2 separate regions of the Mus musculus genome follow, and region 1 is linked to region 2. A link is a contact called in public HiChIP or PLAC-seq data. All regions are on one chromosome and are shown on one strand. The core of a region is the stretch at or near the end of the contact, and the rest is flanking DNA. Distances in the headings are between cores, read along the strand shown. Region 1 has its middle 33 kb from the start of Gm32462. Region 2 has its middle 32 kb from the start of Gm39336.

Region 1 (4,158 bases), core at 662-3,161, 120 kb after region 2:
TATCTCTACATACACACACACACACACACACGTGCATATGCACCCCCCACACATACACGTGCACACACAGACAGAAAAATTAAAAAGGAACATTATAGAATACTTGCCTCAAACTAACATTAGATGTAATACTAACTCTCGACTGGCCAATGGCATGCTCAGAGATCTCCCACGTGAAGATTTCCCTAACCCCTAAGTTGTCATGTCCTGCACTATGCGCTGGCCGCACTGGAATACATATACTCTATACTGGATTACAGTATTACTTGTCTTGATCTCTGTGGTGTGTTAATCAAAGGGGTGTTATGAGTATAGAAAGTCCACAGTAACATTGCACAAAGTTCCCAACAGCATCTACTTTATAATACTTCTTAGACAAATGGGGCTAGTGGGGGGTTGGGGGAACCAATCTTTCCTCCTCGAGACACCAGGCAGGTCAACCAGTGTTATACTGTCAGCATCATTAAAAATCATCCACTGTTAATCCCTTTATGTTCTCATTGTGAGCCCTCCTTCTGATGTCCATTGGCCTGTAAGTAAGGAAAGACGTTTGGGTGTAAGGTAGTGTGATTCCCTAATTGACAGCTGTTGGACTCTCCCTAGCTGCCCCACGCCCTTGAGCAAAACAAGTAGATTTCAAACAGACAGCAAGACTACCACGGCCATTTTGAACACCCTGCTGAGCCCTAAGGAAGGGTATATGTCCATCACAGCTGCTAGCTCTGCCTCCTGAACGTGTGGCTCCACGCAGGATGGATTTAAGCCACTTGCACTGAATTTTTTAGCTGTCACAAGGTTTAGTGAACTTTAAATGATAGAAACATTTCCACCTAGACCAGAGAAAGCCCCAGGACCCAACAAGGGAACGCTATGGTTGATGCTAAAGGGCATGATTGGTGCAAATACAACAGTCATTTTCATGTGGAGTGTGCTGTGATTGGTACAAACTCCCTCTCCCTCTCTCCCTCTCTCCCTCTATTTCTCCCTCTCTGCCTTTCTCCCTCTCCCTCCCTCTCTCCTTCTCCCTCCCTCTCTCCTTCTCCCTCCCTCTCTCCTTCTCCCTCCCCCCTCTCTCTCCCCCTCTCTCTCTCCCACTCTTCCTCTCTCTCCTCCCTCTCTCTCCCTCCCTCTACCCCCCCTCTCTCTCTCTTGCTATACCAGCAGGCTTCTCAGCTCACTCGGTCAGTTACCTACTAGACCCTCTCTGTGCAGCCTCCCCCAGTGTTGCAATATCAGACCACAAAATGCTTCTCTTGAGTGATCAGTTCTTGGACTGAGCTAGAACCACAAAGGAAGAAGCGGCAGATGGCAGAGCCGGAGGAGTGGCAGCAGCCATGACAGCTGGGTGACAGACAGAATAAGAGGCAACGGTGGTGGAGGGGCAGCTTAGCTCAGAGCCGGAGCTAAGCAGCTGTCAGACTGGTCTGCAAAAGCAAAAAGAGGTAGCCGGCCACTTGACAGCCAAGCAAGGGGTGGCTAGAGAGTTCCGGACAAAGCAGGAATAAGGTGACGACAGAAGTAGAAAGGTCAGTGAACTGAGGCTAGGGAAGAATGGAAAGATGTAAAGACCCAGGGAGGAAAAGCTTCAGACTCTGGTCACTGGAAGAGTGTAAACCAGAAAGCTGTAAAACATTTAGGTCTGGGTCTCAGACACCCTAATCCTGGGAACCAGCTGTAGCACTGCCGTAACACAGCCGTAACCAGGCCTGCCAAGAAGCTGAAACAGGCAGGCACTCACTCGGGAATCTCCACTCCCTGGGCTCACACAACAGGTGCAACACTTGAGAAACTAAGGGTTTTAGTAGCCTAGGCTCTCTACCATTTCAGCCAAGGATCTCAATGTGCAGAGCATTCACGAGAGTCTGACACTAGAGGGCGCCACCAGCTGCTTCTGCTGCTCCTGCCTACAGCTCAGTACTGCAGCGCCACACTGCGGAATAGATAGATACACTGGGCTCCCAGGCCAACATGGAAGAGCCTCTCTTCGCCCACCCACAACATCCGGCTGACCAAAGGACTCCAGCCAGCTGATCGGTAACACTTGCAGTGACTATGCACTGGCCGCGCTGTGCCATACCTGTCACATAACCTGTGGTTGTATACATTGTTACTGCACATCAGCCTTCTCGAAATTTTCTCTGAGAGCCACATTTTTGCAAGTTATAAAATTACCTTTCAAGCCATGTGTAATATAAGATCAAAGTCTTCGCATCAAATTTCTCTAAAATGTTATGGTCCACAGGTCGCAAGTTCCCTTATCTATAGCAGTTAGAGTAAGGATATAGGCAATTCTGAGTAATTCTGTAGCTGACCTCAATAGTATTTACGTTATTTAGTTGTAACAACGTTTTAATAACTATTTCAACAAAACATGAAAGACCAAAGCCTCTTCAAGGGTAAGCCAAGGAAGAGATTATACTCGAGTGCATCTCTGCCTATTGAATACCCAGGCTCACATAGCAAAAGCTGTGGGAGGGGCAGCGAGGTGTCCCACTGGGAAAAGTGCCTGCCGTGCAAAGCTCGTGATGTGAGTCTGATCCCCAGAACCCACATAAAGGTGGAAGGAAATGACTGGCTCCACAAAGTTGTCTTCTGACCTCTACACGTGTGCCGTGGAACATGTATACACATACACACACCACACCTACATCATCACCATCACCACCATCATCCTCAAATTCATCTCAAGGTTTATCCATCCAAATCAGTCAGGACAGTGGAACTCAGCCTCAGGCTCCTTTTAAATCCTTTAAACCTTAGATCTATGCAGCTATACTGACTGAGCATTTATAGTTACTGTATTTAAAGACTTTCAAACAGGACAACACAGATCATTTTTCATCACTGTTTCTTTTTACACTGACATTTTGTAGCAAGAAAGAAAAATAGACAAATAATGACAAACTTGAATCCACACTGACATCTTCACAGAATCCAACTTCCATTCACTGAAAGACATTTCCTCAATACACCCATTTTGTTTCTAATCTGTATTAACTCACACCTCTAGCTGTCATATCAAAATACAATTTAAAACATATTTTCCCCATCCATTTGCATCTCCAAGACACTCATACTTTACTCTCCAATTTTCAGGAAGAGAAAGACAAAATCGAGGTGGCTGGGACAATCCTAAACAGAAAGGTGTTTTGTTAAATGTTAGTGCGTCTGCTGTAATGAGTTCCATCAGCCTGCATGCTACTGAAGACAGTGATTCTGTGCCCTAATAATTTTTTTCCATGCAAAAGCAAGAGGTTTATTTTCTGGCGCATTGGGGTCAACCTTCAATTAGTCCCTTGAGGCCAGTAACTAGAGGGCGACCCCCAAATGGCTATTACAAGCATTTTTTTATATTTTTAGGGGCACAGGTTACATCAGCAAGGTTACAGTTTAAGTATTGGCTAAGCATGTTGACCTTTAAATCTATTGGCCAGCAAGCGTGGGCAGATCTGCACCCTAATAATTTAGGTTCACATTTAATACTACAGCCACCTCCCACGGCGTAGGTGCCTACAGTGTCTATGAAAATGTTAAAAGGCTCTGATGGGGCGGGGTGTGGAGGGGCACGCGTATAATCCCAGCTTTCAGTGGGGGGTGCTGAACGGAGAAGACATAGAGTTCCAGGGTCCCCGAGTGAGATCCGTGTGATAGAAAGAGAAAACCAGCCCTCATAAATTACCTCTGACTGTCACTATACACTGTGACCCGGGTGCCTGCCCTGCCACACACACACACACACACACACACACACTCCACAAAATATAATTTAAAACAATTACTTTGGCACTGCCTTTTTAAAAGTAGAATTAATGAAACAATTAGTGTAGTCGTGCCTGGGACAAGACTGTCATTGTTCAGGGACAATGATTTTGTGGAAGCCATGAGGGCCAAAGAAGCAACTGAGATGCAAATGAATCCTTAGCCGTTCTACCAGCTACTAAGGACAGTGCCAACACTCCAGGAAGCACTCTGCAATCACCCAAAGCCTTTTGATGTGAGAGTGTTTCAGCCTCATCCTAGACAAATGGCAACTACAAATACCACCTTGCTTGCAAGGGTGAACGCAGAAACAGCCTTCCCTACCAGGTCTCCTGGGAATTACATCAAATGGAATAACCCAAGCACAAAGACAGAACAAGACCATTCTACACTACCACA
Region 2 (4,130 bases), core at 1,041-3,540:
CTATTTCATGTCTGTTCAGATACTATTTCTAGCCACAGAGGTGGCATCATACATTTGATCTTGGCTAGTCTTTCCTGCCTTCTCTTTTCTATTATATCTATCATTGGAGACGGTGGTTAATCATGTGGTTGTAGCTCCTCTTGAGACATGGATTGGTAATATGTTACGTGTGTGTGTGTGTGTGTGTGTGTGTGTGTGTGTGTGTGTGTGTGTCTCACTGCTCTGATATTGGTCCCCTGAGCCATGTTGCACCCCACCCTTAAGTGAAAGCTTAAGGGTTCTTTGGAAAGTCAGTTGTGTTGGAAGGTGCTTTGCTGGGGCAAACACATGAAAGAGTGTTTTCCTGAAATGGACACAAGGGAAAGATGAAGGCAGACTTGTGAAGGAGTGTTTTCCTGAAATGGACACAAGGGAAAGACTAAGGCAGACTTATGAAGCAAACACGAGAGAGAGGATGTTCTGCTAAAGCAAACACGAGGCAGGACATGTGATGAAGGATTCTTCACTAACAACACACATGTGTTGGTCCATCTTAACATTTCATAGTTGAGCTACATTTGTCAGGACTCCATAGAGATAAACACACCAAAAAGCTTCTGGTGATGTGCTGCAGTTTCTTCTACTTCCATGGACTTAGGCTGATTGGCAGAGTGATGTCAGCTGAGACAGGCACACTATGCTGAGGCAAGATCCATGGATGACACATGATGTTTGGAGAGATATAAATAGGACTCTACAGATAGTGTCAGAGGCTGAGCTTGGCTTGCTTATGGAGCTAACTGTACAATACTTGTTGGTCTGGAGTCCCTGCTGACTCGTGCCAAGGCTGAGGCCTGGCTGTCTCTGCTAGGTAGTACCACTGCTGCTGATAAGTGTTTGCTATCCTGAACTAGACTATTGGTGTATCCATGAAATGTTTGCAAGTGGATCAAACTGCCGCTGCTGACCTGTGAGCTGAACTGCTAATTTCCAGACAACACGGATGGGAGTTGCTCCAAAGAACCTTTCTAAACAGGTCCACACCCCTCCCATCCTTTCTTTCCCACTATCTCTGGTGGGTGGTGGGCTAGAAGGAAGGTTAAAGCATTTAAGAGCCATCATTAAAAGTTGTATTTGAAAAAAAATTAAAGTTACACCACGCCCAACACCATGCCAGTTCAAGCCCTCCAACAACAACAATGTGAATCACCCACAAGACATAAATCAAGGTCTTCTCTCTTAATTCAGGGGCGTTTTAAGCTGGCAGATTTGGCTCTGCTAGATGGTACTGATCCAACACAAGCCCAACTAATTAGACAGGCTTCATCTTGAAGAAAAGGTTGTTTCTGGCTGCATCTCTGTCTCCTCTGCCTTCCTTTACCACTTGTTAAGGTCCCATACCAGCTCCTTTAAGGAAACGATTCTCATTATCCCTCGTTCAAGCATAACTGTCTCTATTAACAAAAACACAACACCCAAGCCCTCTCAAAAGTAGCTAGAATTTACCAGGATTCAATGGGATCCAATGGATTTTTTTTTCCTTATGCTCCAAATCTAAGTGGCCCTTGTCACTATCAGAATGACTAAAATCCAGACAGCCACATCAAGGGGTTGTGAAAAAAGTGCAGCTTCCACACATTGCTGTTGTCAGTGGAGATGTTAAACACCCAGCAACAATGTGGCCCATCCACTCTACCCCTAGATGGCTCACAAGAGACACGGGAAGAAAAAGCAAGAAAGGTTTACATAAAAGTTCTCAACAGCATCACTCAAATGGTTCACACAGCAAACGAGTTGAATGTCTTTCAACAGCTGAATGGCAAAACCAATTGTGTCACAAGCATACAATGGACGACTACTCAGTGATAAAAGAAACATGGAACAACATGGCAAAACTTAAAATAGCCATGCTCACCGAAAGAAACTGGACTGTGTACTAGTATATCCCACTTGTATAAAAGCGGAGAGAGTTACAGCTATTTATCAGTGACAAAAGGTAGAAGATTTATTGACTGCAAATAAAATAGACTATTAAGGGATAGGAAGGGATTATAAAGAAAACGGGGGAATGCTCATGAATTTGTGTATTACCTTAAATGTGATGATTGTTTTGTAGGTACATACTTGTATCAAAACTTAGCAAATTCTACACTATAAACATGTGTGATTCCTGTACTTTATTTTAAAAAAAAATCTAAATGCTGTGGCAGAGAGAGCTTGGTCCTATCTAAGGAAAAAGCAAGAGAGCTATCTAGCATGCCTTTACATTGCACCTCCACACCAGCCACCAGGTGGCACCAATCCCGACCGTGTACTTTAAACTTCACTCTGACTGTCCTCCGCTCTAAATGGTACATTTGCATCATGCCCCTCCCCTTAGGACTCAGGAATCTTTATAGAGAAGTGGGTGGAGAGACTGTAAGAGCTGGAGAAAGTTGATGTCTAATAGCAAAACAATTTTTGCCAGGAGTGATAGCGCAATTGCAAGTGTGAGCTCACACGCACAGCAGCCGGGACTACATGCACCAGACTGCATGCAGAGGACTGCACACAATCAGGCTAGCCACGATCCCACCACACATGCCAGAAGCAGGGCACCTCACGGAATCCCATCCCTAATTTCCCTAGACCAACAGTCTAGTTCAGTAGAATCAGGATATCAAACACAAATCAGTAGCTGTTTGACTACTGATGGCTTCCGGGGTAGGGACAGTCAGTTTTCTTCAGGAATCCAGGGCCTCAGAGACTCCCCATGCTCCAGGAGGGTCCCTAACCAGTGTCCACAGAAGCAATATTAAATAGACACCATGGGGATTAAAAAAAAGAGTTTAGGAACCTGGGAGGAGATTTCAGTAAGAGGGGTGTGAATGGGATTTCAGGAGAGGGAATAGGAAGTCGATTTGATCAAAACACATTCCATACATGTGTAAAATGCTTAAACAGTAAATTGCTAAGGTTTAAAATATGCAAAACAAACACACCCTCAAAAATAAATTTACACTAATTATTTTGGCTTTGGCTTTTTTGCTCACTTCTCAACAGATACTAGTAAGAAAAACCCTTGGAGAAAATAGTCTATTGCTTTTCTGCCCACGTGTATTAAGCACCTACAGGAAGGCACAGGGTGATTCTGTGGAGTAGAGGGGCACAGGAGAACGAAATGAAGAAAATGAATACACGGTATCCAAGTGCCCTCATCCGTGGCTGGCAGTCTGGGGCTGGCATTCTGACGGCTCAAACAGTCTCGTGGTAGGGGTAAGAATGGCGGTGTGCTAGCTGAATTTTTCACCTTTCAAGTAATTAGATGGCATCTAACAGACAAGCAGAGCTTGGCACAGAAACTGAAATTAGTGTGGTGTTCTCAGGGAGAGTAAGCAGGGCAGAAAGAAGAGCCTGTAGAGTGGAGGCCATTGTTGGCGAGCGGGTGTGGGTGAGTGGAGGCCATTGCTGCAGAGTAGGTGTGGGAGAGGGGGGTCATATGAGACCACAGAGGGATGCTCTTGGGAGATGTCTGATGCTAGAGAGAAATGGGCCTTCAAGAGGGACTTGACATTTTAACAGGAGGAAGGCGTGATGAGATGCAACACAGAAAATGAGCAGAGGGGATGGGTTGGGTCTGCATGAGACTGAGCCCAAGCCGAGGGCTGGCAGGATCACAGCCATCTGGGTCATGGCTTGTGAAGCACTGACCTCAGGGAAGAAAATTAGCCATGTGGAAATAGCAAACAGCAAAGTGTAGGTAGTCCTTCTAGGTTCCTCTCAGGGACAAACTAACGATGCAGTCATCAGATATTTCTGGCATCTTAGTTAAGATTAAGTGACATATTTTATCTGATAAGCAGAGAATTTGTAGACACTTGAACTGTCGTTAATTAAAGTTTGGCATCAGAGCATGGGTTTGAAAGTCAATAATTTGAGAGCCTGTGCCCCTATGTCACTGCCCACCATCATCATCATCACAATCACCATCACCCTCATTACCACCATCACCACCACCACTATCACTACCATCACAATCCCCATTACCACCACCATCACCCTCACCATCACTATCACATCCACCACCACCATCACCATCAGCTAAAGAATAAGGAGAAAGAAAAGGAAGTGCCACTAGATTACAAAATGAAAAATCAGTGAAACTAGTAATT

What was found. HiChIP or PLAC-seq counts read pairs in DNA pulled down with a chosen protein or histone mark.
Region 1: an H3K4me3 HiChIP or PLAC-seq map of the SCID.adh cell line shows a contact between it and region 2, with 7 times the contacts expected there. The contact joins two enhancer-like sites. A contact is called at or near these places in 17 of 484 Hi-C or Micro-C datasets (CD8 T cells, the CH12 cell line, Th1 cells and 13 more) and 6 of 115 datasets of contacts at active chromatin or transcription factors (the HPC-7 cell line, the SCID.adh cell line, astrocytes and 3 more).

What each region holds. Positions count from the first base shown.
Region 1 is chr9:50,450,715-50,454,872 of GRCm38.p6, forward strand. No RefSeq gene overlaps it. Among named protein-coding and RNA genes, the nearest start is that of Gm32462, 33 kb to the right of the region's middle. Within about 2 kb of position 1,912, at least 108 of the 459 cell types and tissues checked have an H3K27ac peak or open chromatin away from gene starts, as enhancers often do. A contact at or near this core is called in the SCID.adh cell line, where this site is marked.
Region 2 is chr9:50,331,316-50,335,445 of GRCm38.p6, forward strand. No RefSeq gene overlaps it. Among named protein-coding and RNA genes, the nearest start is that of Gm39336, 32 kb to the left of the region's middle. Within about 2 kb of position 2,291, at least 8 of the 459 cell types and tissues checked have an H3K27ac peak or open chromatin away from gene starts, as enhancers often do. A contact at or near this core is called in the SCID.adh cell line, where this site is marked.